3 separate regions of the Hordeum vulgare genome follow, and regions 2 and 3 are each linked to region 1. The links are chromatin contacts, called in public Hi-C maps. All regions are on one chromosome and are shown on one strand. The core of a region is the stretch at or near the end of the contact, and the rest is flanking DNA. Distances in the headings are between cores, read along the strand shown.

What was found. Hi-C and Micro-C count contacts between places; a contact is called where the count stands out from the background.
Region 2: a contact with region 1 is called in a Hi-C map of leaf, with 8 times the contacts expected there. The contact joins two enhancer-like sites. A contact is called at or near these places in 3 of 6 Hi-C or Micro-C datasets (leaf and seedling).
Region 3: a Hi-C map of leaf shows a contact between it and region 1, with 2.6 times the contacts expected there. The contact joins two enhancer-like sites. A contact is called at or near these places in 3 of 6 Hi-C or Micro-C datasets (leaf and seedling).

What each region holds. Positions count from the first base shown.
Region 1 is chr2H:226,020,398-226,024,873 of MorexV3_pseudomolecules_assembly, reverse strand. All of the region lies in intron 14 of LOC123425940 (mitotic checkpoint serine/threonine-protein kinase BUB1), which reads left to right. Among protein-coding and RNA genes, the nearest start is that of LOC123425940, 19 kb to the left of the region's middle. Within about 2 kb of position 2,338, at least 3 of the 3 cell types and tissues checked have open chromatin away from gene starts, as enhancers often do. A contact at or near this core is called in leaf and seedling, where this site is marked.
Region 2 is chr2H:225,385,864-225,390,339 of MorexV3_pseudomolecules_assembly, reverse strand. No RefSeq gene overlaps it. Among protein-coding and RNA genes, the nearest start is that of LOC123433806, 73 kb to the left of the region's middle. Within about 2 kb of position 2,454, at least 3 of the 3 cell types and tissues checked have open chromatin away from gene starts, as enhancers often do. A contact at or near this core is called in leaf and seedling, where this site is marked.
Region 3 is chr2H:225,502,415-225,506,890 of MorexV3_pseudomolecules_assembly, reverse strand. No RefSeq gene overlaps it. Among protein-coding and RNA genes, the nearest start is that of LOC123433800, 42 kb to the right of the region's middle. Within about 2 kb of position 2,205, at least 2 of the 3 cell types and tissues checked have open chromatin away from gene starts, as enhancers often do. A contact at or near this core is called in leaf, where this site is marked.

The DNA.
Region 1 (4,476 bases), core at 1,089-3,588:
CGCCCACGCCGTCGCCTTCGCCGTCTCCGTCACCTCCTCGCATGACGGAGGAGGAGGAGGTCTGGCTCATTCAGCGCGTCATGGAGGACTCCATGGCGACGCATGATGAGCGTCAATGGCCGGGCCTGGACCGCGCCATGGCTCTCTCTGCGGTCGGTGACGTCGGCATCCTCGAGCCGATGAAGGAGGAGGAGGTGGCCGCGTTTCCGCCGGAGCCCGTTGGCGCGTCGTGGGTCTGGTCGTGCACCGCGCCGGAGATGGCGCAGGCAGTGGGGGCCGTGAACTGGTGCCCCACGCCGCCGCGGTCACCGGAGCGGGAGGCCTCGCCTCGCCAGCACGCCCCCGCGCACCAAAGACCGCCGGCCCACCTCTGGACGCCGCCGCCCTACGTCGACCTCGTCAGCGACGGCGACGACGACGACACCGGCGACCAGTGAAGACGACGACGACGACAACGACGGGCGGACTACTTTTCTTAATGTTAATTATGTCAAAAACTGGGCCGTTTTGTGACCGTGAAAACTAGGCCTTTATGTTAATTTTATTATGTTTTAAGCTTTTAAACTAAGTTTATTTATTTTTAGTTAAGTTTTTTTAAAAATCAAGTCCAACACGAACATGATTTGGGGTGCGGCCGTGCGATGGGCGCATCCAACTGACAGAAACGGACATGGGCGAACCCATTATCATCATAAACGGACAAAATCAGACCAAACGAGACGTCCGTTTAGGATCGTGCGGTGGAGTTGGCCCGAGTGCCCTGGTCCCTGCTTCTGTCCGCAGTGCAGCGTTCTGGGGCGACATAATATCCAGCGCTTTGTCAGGTCGAGGCCCTGGATTAGGTGCAGGGATCTGTCTTGGGTCTTGCACTATCTTGGCAGGTCATGCAGCTAGCTTTGGTCCTCCTCGGCGTCAGACTTGTAAGACTTGGACCCGGTTATGGTATGCCTGTACATGTGAATGTGATACAAGATTATTGTAAGATGGACCTGTATCTTACCTACTTGCAACAATTTTTCAGTATTTTGGCAACCAATTTCAAAACACATTTCAGCTAGTTACATGCAACATGTTCCATAGACTGGATTAGCGAATCTCCACATTGTTTCGCTTAACTATCGGCAGCCTTGTTGCTGTAGGATTTTTTTTTCATTAACGAAGGGTTATGGTGATGCATATGACCCATGACCGAAGGTCAGATGTCGATCACCGGATGACCGAGGTAGATCAAAGAACTAGATTTGTACCCCGCAAAAAAAGAAAAAACTAGGTTCGTAGTTGGTCAGCTAGTGTATGGCTCTTAACAGGAGTTTTCAGGAGCTTTACAAGGGGTAGTTAACATTTATCAACAGTAATGATAATCTGCCTCCAGTCTGAAACAACTGTCAAATCGACACTTGAAACATGAATCCGCTCCTTCTTCAGCCAGGTTCTTTGGCAACAAGAGTCAGTCAGCCTAGGTTCAAAAAAAAAAAAAAAAGAAAGAGAGTCAGTCAACCTTAATCCACTGATTAACTCCAGCATTACCGCCCTAATAATGCGCATGCGTGAAGAGACCGGCCCTAGTGCAACTCATAATTAGATCCCTGGTCCCAGCCATGCATTTTCTTCAACCACAGGATCAACGGTACGGTAGCATAACATGCGATGCGATGCATGATGGCTGGTGAGTAGCTCAGCACGCTAAGCAGATGCGTGCGGCGGATCAAGCCAAGATCGAGTACGTATTTACTCCCTCCGTTCCTAAATATACCTCTTTAAGAGGTTTTACTAAAGAAACTACATACGGATGTATATAGACATATTTTAAATATAGATTTATTTATTTTGATTCGTATGTAGACTCATATTCAAATACCATGCATGGCCGAGGCATGTTTATTTTCATGAGGAGTAGCCTCGTGGATGGACGTGTAAAACTTGCACGTCCGTATACACGATTCACTGGAAAGCATTTTTCAGTTTGCATCGTGTATATTTACCATCCACTTCCATATACACCATCCACTAGAGATGCGCTCTAAGGCAGCAGATCTACTCCTATATGTGTGAGGATGCATGCATGCAGTTAGCTAGCCCTGGGCCCTCATGAGGACCTGTCGCTCTCCTCCCTGTTCTGACCTCTGAAACCTCACCGGCCGGCCGGCCAGCCGCTTGTGGCGATCGACGGTGGAGGTTTTGGCCGGACCCAAAACATGGTTGGCCCCTGATCCTGATGAATGACGGACGGACTGACTGACTGACTGACGCTATGCAGCTACCAACCTACCAACCTACCGACCTACCTACCGACCTGTATCTGCCTCTCTACTTGCACGCCTCCATGCATGCATATGGCGGGGCCATGGACCGACCTGTCGTTGACACCGTGATCCACCGCCCATGCATGCATGCACGCGTGGTCCTAACCTAAGGCCTGCGCGGTGGCCGGCCACTGTGTGTTTGTGCGCTAGGACTAGGATGGACGGATCCGCTCTGGCATATACCGTGTTCTTGGGTCGAGTTACTGGCCTAGTGCAGTGGGAATTAGTACTGTACACACGTAGGGCCTTCAGTTTTTAGCCGGTTATCGTAGAGGACAAAGAATGTAGCGTGGACGCGTGGTCAAATGCCTCGCCCGAGGCCTAACTGACCGGGAGCTTTATTTGCACCGTCCGACGACCTCCGACGGGTGGCCAAGCATTAGATAGCAAGAAAGAGGCCATGGATTGGCTTCCCTGTCTCTATCTCTGTCCATACTGCGCCCAGCCCAGGCAGCGCGTGGTCGCACTTTGCACCAGACGTTCCTCATCGTCAACCGGCCCGGCAATCATCGTAGTGGTGCTCGCGAGACGTAGTTCCATCCATCATGTGGTCCTGCACTACTCAACGTGGATGCCTACGTACGTCCGTCCTCGGAAGCTCGGTCGACCTGTCGTTCTCGAGGCCGTCATGTAGGCCTGGTTTGTTCAAGGAATTTTAAGGGATTGGATGAATCCCTTTGTTTTGAGAGGGAGGGATTTCAGGGGATTGTGTGAATTCCTTTGTTTCACACAATACTTTCAAATCCCCGAGGCTTTGCTTTCACTAGTCTTTCGAAGAGGGTTTTAAAACGCATGGATATGAAGAGATTGAAGGGGAACGGAGGGGATTGGGCTAAGCAAACCTTTCCTGCCAAATGGGCGTCCGAGGACCTGTGGGGTTTCTTGCCCTTCTGGGGATTTTTCTCTTAAAACCTTCTCAATCTTTCTGAACCAAACGAGTCCGTAAGCTAGCTAAGTAGATCCAGTGGGCGGCCCCTTCCTCCGCCGGTTTTGTGGATGCGCGCGCGGCCAATGTTTTGGCCTGGATATATAGGGCACTGCCATTAATCAGTGACACCGACTCTTCCTTCCCGCGCCTGCGTGATCGCGAATGCAAAACGTACGTACAGCACGTACGTTCATACGTCCCACACTATAACGCTAGCTAGCTCCTCTTTGTGTATACACCTGCTTGCGGCCTATGCAGCCACCCCTCCCTCCTCCTCCTCTGCAAGCTAAAATCATATACGGAGTAGCTTTCAGTTTCGTCGACAGAGGCTTGACGTACGACCAAGTCCCAATGACAGGGCAGCGATTCTTAATTTGATGGAAACAGTTAACAGATTGCTGACTGCGCAAGCCGGTTTTAAAGCGAATTGTCCATCTCCTTAGAGCAAGTACAATAAGGTACAGTCAGCAGGCTGTAAGGATTAAAATACTATATTTTTGCTGAGTTGGATGAGAGAGAAGAGAAGAGAGAAGGGAAGCGGGCTTTTCGTGAAGAGCCAGCTCTAGCATGTGCTTCTAGGTGTTTTGTGAGAATGAAAGGTGTGCCATATATGATAAAAGTAGTACTCTTTTATAGCTAACTATTGTACAAGCTAGTTATAATATGGGCTATAAGACTGCTTATAGCCAGCAGTTGGCTATACTATTAACCATGCTCTTAGACTTGATTCATCTGGTGGAGCATCAACGCTTTGGCTTTGCGTCCCTCGTCCAAGGGACTGGGCGTCCGTCACGCACATTAATTGCTTCTTGCCTCTCAGGTTAAACACTCCATCCGTATGACTTAAGACTATTCACAATAAAAAAATACCAAACCTCCGTCATTACTAGGGTTTAGGATTTAGGGTTCAGGGTATCGATATGCGTACCGAACCTCTGACGCAACACATGAGCGTCCATAATCAACGAGTGACATAGCCACGAACCTTGAGTGGAAGCTCCACCATGAGTCATCAAAACAATTAGCAAGTCGAGCCATTTTAAACAAGGATTACCCTATATATTTAGGCAAAATTCATCCAACCTGTTAGAAGAGACGTGTGCGTGTTCATATATAGCTCAACAAGATTACAGAGGAGGTTAATAAGATTGAGCGAATATGTGAGATTATATTGTGCAGGAGGTTAATAAGATTGAGCGAATATGTGAGATTATATTGCGCCTGAGAGGAGCAAACGTTAACTTT
Region 2 (4,476 bases), core at 1,205-3,704, 630 kb after region 1:
GGGTGCAGTGGCTATGAGAGGCTGCTGCTTGGAGGTCCGGAAGCCGCGGCCGACAGCGTTGGACTGAAGGCGTCCAGCTGCACTGACTCGCCCGAGGCCTGGAGCAGGGTGGCGTTGACGAACTCGAGGGGGCTGCCACTTTCGCCTCCGTGGCGGTGTGGACGTCGGTCGCCAGGCCGTCGATGACGACGGAGGCCAAGGTGGGCTTCTTTGCGGTCCTGAAGAACTCCTCGACTGGGTCCTTGCCGCTGGCCCTGGTCCTCGCGACTGGTGTGGGTTGGGTGGCCGCAGCAGCGGAGCCCGCGGTGATGGCAACCCCTGTCGGATTTGCTCTCTCACGAGAGCGCCTCGACAGGCGCCTACCTGGCGCAGTGTTCCTCCCAGCCACCGAGCGACGGTTCGAGGACTCCCTCGAACCGCGTCTGGCCGGCTGGGATCTGCTACGACGGCGCTGTGAAGGTGAAGCGCGAGGGGCACGCGAGGCGCCGCGGCGAAGGAGGACGTCCTTCCAGGACCTGCGACCGCCTGCACCCGGTCCTCCCTCATCTTGACGGTCTTTCGGACGGCCGTCTCTAGGTCCGCCCCGGCACCCTAGGCTGGCAACGGGTGCACGAGGCAGTCGCTGCGAGCGGTCTCCCCCTAGCCATCTTCCACCCCCAGCATCCAAGACGCAGGGGCCACCAAAGGGAAAGGAGGGTCCTTGTCGTCGGAGCCGGACGATGGCAGACCGCTCCGGGCGGAGTGGGATGAGCGCGGAGAGGGCTGCGTCCAGTCCTCCACCCTGTCGACGTGAATGAGCATGGCATACTCCGCCGATGCCGGTGGCGGCGCAACTCTCCTGTTTGGTGGGGAGAATCCCTCCATCTCCTCCACCCTGCCGGCTCCGCGAGGAAGGACCCCCAGAGTGTGCGACGTCGGAATGTCAGCTATATCCCTGGCCCAGACCCAACAGGCAAAGGTCTTGGTGTGACCCCGCTCTAGGGTCCGGCTGTCGAGACGGTCGACGCGCACCCGCCTGCCGAGGATCTCTTCCGCCCCCTCCACCGACCAGAAGTGCATGGGGACCTTCTCGATGACGACGCGGACGTGGAGCAGAAGGGAGTCGAACGTGGCGAGGTCGTGCTCGTGCCACGGGCTGATGTTCAAGCAGGCGCCGTCGACACGGATGGAGCCCCGGCGCACGGCGTTCACCTGGTGAGCTGGCTGCGTGAAGGTGACGAAGAAATGCTCGAGGTGGTGAGCCGTGACCCGCAAGGAGTGCACTGGCACGGAGAGCTGGGCCTCCAGAGCCTTTCCCACAGCCATCGGCGAGGAGACGTTGACCCCATCAGCTGCGGAAAGCATCACGGCGTGGCTGCGGAGGAAGAACACGGCCTGATCCAGAGCAGGGGAGAGCACCGTGGTGGAGCGGCTCTTCGTGGGGCGCCGAGAAGGGTCGAGGTGGCAGCGCATGGATGGAGCCGACGGAGCCATGGCCGTAGGTGGTGGAGGAGGGTACCGGAGACGGTCAGACAACTGGATCGCGCGGGGCGCCGGACCCAACCTATCCCTAAGCGAGCTATTTGCCTTACGATTTTGGGGGCACCGAGAGGCGATGTGCCCCTAGCTGCCTACTCAAAACTAGTGTAGGTAGTGTAGAGGTACATTGTTAATCTGGTCGGGGTGGGTTCGCCCAGTACATACGGTACTCGAAACTGTTGTGCGGTAATTAGGAGCAGTGGCCAGACGTACTAGTACGTTGCAATTGGGAGTAGGGTTTATAGTGTACATACATATAAGCATGAGCATAAGCACGTGAGACCACGTAACGGCACCATAGGTTAGGTATAGCACATGGCGACAAGTATTGGTGTCACGCGATGCTAAATGATAGAGACAAGTGACTAATCAACCGGATTAATTAATAATAACCAGCTAGCCTGTGTACGTAGCCATCGTGTCGTGGTTGGCATGTGTGGCTACGGTCTATGGGCGATGAGATTATGAGATAGTACTAGTATGATGGATCGTGAGAGCATGTGTATGTGTGTCGCCGTGATGCCACGAAAATGGAATATGAAGCAAAGGATCGATGGATGTGGGCGGAGTCACTCACAACTCTAGCTATATAGTACTAGTAGAGTAGTCGGATGTGTAGCAAGTTGGAAAGACTGAGATCATTGTCGTCGCGCTGTCCATCTGAGAATATATTTTGCCTTTGTCGTTTCCATTGGCCAAGAACCAAGTTTCGTCCATCCATTTTTCGTGCGTACGTACGTGTTCCACGTACATACGCCTTTGGCGCAGTATATATTTAAAGAGGGAGAGCCCAAGCAAGTCCCGTCTCTCTTTGTTGCGAGGAAGAGGGAGAGGGAAATCGAATTCTACACGCGCGGCGCAGTCTAGCGGCCAAGTGCGCGCGGGCGCGGCGTGGGAAACGGACGCGCGCTAGTGGAGGTGGGTGGCGCGTGGAGACCACTAAAAAGCGCGACGGAGGCAGGCATCTCCACGCGGGTTTTGACCGACAACCCCAGTCCACCATGCGTCTCCTCTCCTCTCCTCTCCTCTCCATTCATCCCTTGCCGGACCTTGGCCTGTTGCCATCTCCGGAATTTCCTCGTCTCCGACCCGATTACATATCATATGGATATGGAGTCGCGTGCCGCTCCACCACTGATCCGTTCCTTCCGAACAAAGACACGCACACGACACGCTCCATGCTGTCTCCATCTGCCGTGCCGTGCCGTGCCGTACTCGATGCCCCTAGTCCAGTAATAATATTGTCTTATGACCAATCAATCCGGCCACGTACGTATGCTACGCCGCGGCAGAATGGAATGGAATGAAACTACGCACGCACAAAAGCACAATTACCGGGGTGCGCGGCAACATTCGTGGGACGAGTTTGGGCGCACCTGACCAGAGCCACGCGTGCTGGCTAGCCGCTACAGCGTCATAGCTAGGCCGGCCGGCCGGCTGGTCCTTCTCTCCCTCACTCATCGCCAATGTGCGGTCGGTTGGTCGCGCGCTGCCTGCCCAGTCACCAGTAACGAGTGCCCACGGATTGTGTGCCACGCGCGCATGCATCACTGTACGTACGCGCTCCACTGTACGTTTCTTTGAGCTTTGCTACAACTACGGATGCTTACAGGACTTCTACGGACAAGGCTGAGCTGGGTTATTTTAATTACTGATTAGATGAGGCCGGTCCCACCCTGAAAATCAGAGGGGAACATTAATGAGGGGAGAAGGGTTGGTCTATAAAGCCATGTTTGTTTTAAAAGTACTAAGATTTTTTTAGTCTCAACCAAAAAATCTCTAGTCACTACCTGTTTGGTTCCAGGGACTAAACATGGATTAGAGATTATTATATGACATTCTAAAAGATCATGTTACCGCTACTAATGAACTAGAGGTTATTAAATGACCTGCTAAAAGCAGGGCACTGTTGGAAAAAGTTCCAAAAAGACTCTTCCTTAGGGACTTCTTTTTTTAGTCTCAGATGCTCACTTTTAGTCCTAAAAGTCCCTCATGTTCGGTTTAGATGGGTCTAAAAGGGACTTTTTTTAATCCCTACACCAAAGAATCCCTCTAAACAAACACCCCCTAACTTTCTGTAAAAATAAAGGGTACGTCTAGCATTTTTGCGTTTCTTTTTGGGGCGACTCTACGTACGTCTCTATGTGACTCATTCACATTCTTGGATGTGGACAAGCCAGAGAGCGTAGGTCAAGATTTGCTTAAAGTTAAAGCTCGTAAAATTTGACCAAATTTACAAAATTTTGGTCGGTAATACATGTCTCATAAATGATCACTCGAAAATAAAAGCGGATCTAGGGTTCCAAACAGAAAAAGGAGGAGAACACACGCAGGTGCAAATGATAATTCTGTTCACCAATGCTTCTCCACCTATGTCATGTACTACAAGAAGGTAGCCATTGGTATGCTCCTCCGTATGAAGAGGGCCCGATACTTCCTTTAGTCCTGGTGTGTGGGCCTCCTTGCTCTTTGTACCGCATCTAAGAGGTTGAGGAGTTTTGGTTCTTGGGCCCTCCTGGCAAGGGAGGACCCAGCCCAAGAATCCAGCGGGGGCCCAAGTGACTCGGGGTAATAATATTTGGCTAATTGGGGGGCCGACTATTAAAATATTGAGTTTCATAGTAGTAAAAATATAAATTGACTGGGGGCGCGACCCCCACACAGCCCAACGTGGGTCCGCCCGTGCTTCCTGGTAGATGTCACTCGGAGCATGACATGCTCTTCTTGAGAACTGGCTTGACCTTGAGCAAGTGTGTTTGGGAATTGTTCTGACATGTCAGTTAATGATTCCGAAGTAGACATATGTTCTGGCATACCTGTCTATTTGATCAACACGTGAGGATGAGTGCCATTTGCCATCTTTATTAGCCTTGTCTCATAATAACTTTAAGAAAACAACAAAAGTATCAGGATCCCATCATATATCCTAGAGAGTTTGTCAAATTTGAGGATTTGGAC
Region 3 (4,476 bases), core at 956-3,455, 520 kb after region 1:
CACGTCCAGGCGTCCACAGGCATTGATCGGACACTTCTTAAATCATGTCCTCTACATCCATATATCTCATATCCGGTCTTCCGGTCTCCATATATCCATGCTAGCATGCGACATAGATAAAAAAAATATAGATCACCAGACAAACATAAAATCAGACAGAGGAATACATATTTTGATCATCAAAAGATCATCGCCGGATGTCCAAAAGATCGTCACACTTCACATAATTTACATATGCGACGGATAAATTTAAATTTAGATTACTAAAAACTTGAAATTGAAGATGAATACGGCGGACATTCACCACTTCTTCGCCGGACCTTTGCCTTTCCGGTCGCCGGCGCAGTTGTAGGCGTCGGCGGCTGGTGGTGAATCGTCCGAGTCGTCCGATGAGGAGCCGTGGCCGTCGTCATCATCGTCGGATGTGTCGGAGAGGATGACGATCCCTTTTAGCCGCCAGACCTCCCTATCCTGCTGCCACTTGAGCTTCGCAAGTTGAGCCGCCTTTGTAGCTACTTCCGCCGCCTCGCCCTCGAATTGGTCAATGGCAATCCGGAGCGCCTTGGCGCTCCTCCGGCGGAGCCGCCGCGCGTTCGTCTCTGTGTTCCTAAGCGACCGGCGGTAGACCCATTCGAGGAGTCTAGAGTCCTCGTCAGGCTTAACCTCCATCACACGACGAAGGTGCACGGACTACTCCGCCTCCCCCCTCTCCCTTTGTCGTTGCCGCTCATGGCGGGCCACGCGCGCCTCTGGTTTCCGCGAGCGCATCCGCACCGCGCGGGCCGGGCACAAGCACCCACCGCAGCCCACGTGGGGGAGCAGGAGCCACGGGGGCAGGGGACAGTGTAAGGGAGGTGCGGATTGCCCAAGCCGCGTGTCGGAGTTGCGCACGGGCTAGGAGGGGCCAGCCCAGGCGTCCGAGCTACGTCGGCAGGGAAGCGGCGAGCCTACAGATTCGGAGCTGGCCCCGGACTCCACCTTGGACCGCTCCAAGGCGCGATGCGGATGGCAAGCTCGTAGTACGGATCCATGTTAGATTCACAGCAGCTGCCGGAGCTCGACATTGGCCGGATTCGATCGGAATCGATGCGGGAGAGGAGATGATGTAGCGAGAGAGGAGAGTGAGTGAGCTAGGGTTTCAGAGTGATGAGGCGGATGGATATTTTTTTAGGACAACCGTGGGGTCGGTGGTGGGTCGCGCTTGTCACGCGAACGCGTCCGAGTGTGTTCAAACCACCCTATATCCGTCTTATATTTAGGTCAGATATGAATCATCAAATGAAAAATGCTACCAAACGCCCATGCCACTATATTTGACGACAACTAAGAGACAAGAATGTACTTTCTTAATCGATTGAATGAAGATGCATTCTATATGTTTGCCCGTCGGTGCCATATCAGTATCAGACGTGGGCGATAAAAAGGCTTGGTGCCGAACTCTTAATTGGGAGATGATATCCCTACTTTAGAGATCATAAATCGATCAACACGTTTGGATTTTAAAGATTTGATTAATCTTGTTATTACAAAAATAAAGGATGTGTAACTTCTGTTTACTTATTACGAGTACAAAAGTAAAGGAGCGTGTAATTCCTCAATTTGTGCATTGGCAAAGCTAGACCATGAATAATAGAAGAATGAATAGTAGCCATGAATAACACAAGAATGATAGAAAGTGCAAGGAGACAAGAACAGATCACGCTTAACCAAACACACAACTCAACATGCATGCTGACCAAGAGGCCATGTAACCCTGCCCATAATTGGTAGACAGGGCATCCTTCTTCAGGAAGCAAACCCAGAGACAGCGGTCCAGATCAAAATCTCAGAGCAGGGTCCCTTAACAAAAGCCTGGTTAGTAGCTACCCCCTCTCCCTCCCTCCTTCCCTCTCTACAAATTCCTGAAAGATTATAATCACATATTAGTATTCTACACTGATCACCTCTAATATTTAGCAAGACACATGCATGCATGCATGTGTGTGTGTATGTGTGTGTGTGTTTCATAGTAGCTGAATTAGCCATCCTACTCGTAGATCTGGTGCCCACTGAGTGACAGGTTCTTGATTTCTTTTTATCTAGGGCATCTTTGTTTCATCATTAGGCCATGGATGGAGTTGGCATTCCATGTGACGCATGCAAGCACCCAATTATATATGCCGTGGCATGCATGAGGATGAGTATATGAGCTTAGGGATGCGTGTGAGATTCTTGGCAGCAGGAACGAATCCGCTCCTTTGGGCCATCTATTTTCTTTGCCTTGCAACATGGTGGGGATGATTCCCGGCGAAAAAAAAATGGCGATGATGACGCGTCGATATCACTGGGCCTTGTCAAATAGATTTGGCTGTCCCCTAATTAATTAATGTACTTACATCACTAAAATATGCATTAGGAAGGAATGTTTGTGTGATTTGTTTTCCATATTATTGTAAAGCCCATCTGATAGTGAAATTTAAAAAATTGTTAGCATGTCACCGGTCGCTGTCCTTGTATCGATATTTTTACACTATGAGATATTCAAAACTTTGTGGTCGACCCACCGAATAGACAACAAGCATACTTAGTTTGTTTAGCTTGATAATTTATATTTACATGTCTTCTACAACTCTGTGAATAGTTGAACTATATGTTTTTAAAGGAAAGTTACCTCCGGCCTCCGCATCATGATGATGCATGCAGCCACTTTATTAACAAAGTTGTTCAAAATAAGTGCAATCCTAAAGGGTCTAACAAGATCTCACGAAAATAAGGAAAATGACATGCCACCACTAGCAGGATAAAGATAGACTACGATGACTAAACACGTAGCCTATTAGTATGCCGCCATTCATATCAAATGAATTTATCCGGTGCTATCATCTCTCACTGGCTGCACCGAATAACCATAATCTTCTTGGACTCCTCAGGCGTGAGTAACGACCACATACGGATTCAAGCAGTAGCTCTGTAGATGACCTAGAAAAAATTGTTGAATTTCTTCTTGTTAAATATCATATCATTTCTCCAATTCAATATAGCCCAAAGCATGTCACAAATTCCTATTCGAATGTATCTAGTTGTGATGAGGTCTACTGCATTGAGCCACGTCCTAAATAACGTGTTCATACTCGTTGGAAGAGTAATGTTAAAAGCTATATGAATAGTATGTCATAGAAGTCTTGCCAAAGGGCACTCGAGAAAGGTGTTTAATAGTCTCATTATGATCACAAAAGCAGCATTTAGTATTACCTACCCATATTCGTTTAACCAAGTCATCCTTCGTAAGTATCACTCCTTTATGGACAAACCACATGAAAATCTTAATCTTGAGTGCTACTTTAATTTTCCAAATGTGTGGAGAAAGTAGGTATTATTCTGACATTGATAAGGTCCACTTACATTGATTTCACGGAGGACCTACCACTTGTAGTTAATTTCCAATGAATTGTGCCTGGTTGGCCCGACAGATGAACTTCCATCAATCGACGGACTAGAAGGAGCCACGCATTCCAACGTTCGGCCACCAAAGATATCCTAAATTGAATTTTAAAAGGAACTGTTTGCATAATTGTAGCAACAAAAGCATCTTTACGTTGTATAATATCATATAAAGCCGGATATTGTATGGCTAGAGGCGTCTCTCCTAACCACGTATGTTCCCAAAACCTGGTTTTGTTACCATTCCCAATGTGAAACTTCACCTTGTGGAAAAAAGCTTCCTTTGTTTTCATTAACCTTTCCAGAATGGTGAATCTAAAGGTTTCACCATAACTTGAGACAAGATTTTAGATTGTAGGTACTTATTGTGCAGAATTTGTACCCCATGTACCTTCTGTCTCCACTCATAATCTATATAGACATTTGCTCAGTAGACATTTATTTTTAATTTGTAAATTCTCGATCCCTAACCTACTTTTTGGGTCTACACATCATCTCCCATTTAGCCAATCTATATTTCGTTTTACTATCATCACTTTGACAAAAAAAACTGGATCGATAGAAATCTACTCTTTTCCATACCCCCACTGGAACTTCAAAGAATGATAATAAAAATATAGGCAAACTTGTTAATACCGAATTTATTAACACTAGCCGCCCTCCATAAGACATAAGCCTACCCTTCCAGCAAAGTAGTCATTTTTTAAACCGATCCTCTATACTCTTCCATTCCTTATTAGTGAGTTTCCGGCGGTGGATGCCCAAGTAACTAAATGGGAGAGAACCCATCTCATATCCGATTAATTGCTTGTATGTATCTTGTTCTTCCTTGGCGCGTCCAAAGAAGAACAATTCACTATTTTTACAAATTAATTTGAGCCCCGGCCCCATAACTGTTCAAAGAGACATAATATCAACTTCATATTTCTAGCTTTCTCAAGATCATATTCCATGAAAAGAATCATATCTTCCGCATATTGTAGGATGGACACCACCACCCCATCCACAAGATGTGGAACTAGCCCTCCTACTAGATCGCCCTCTTTAGCACGGCCT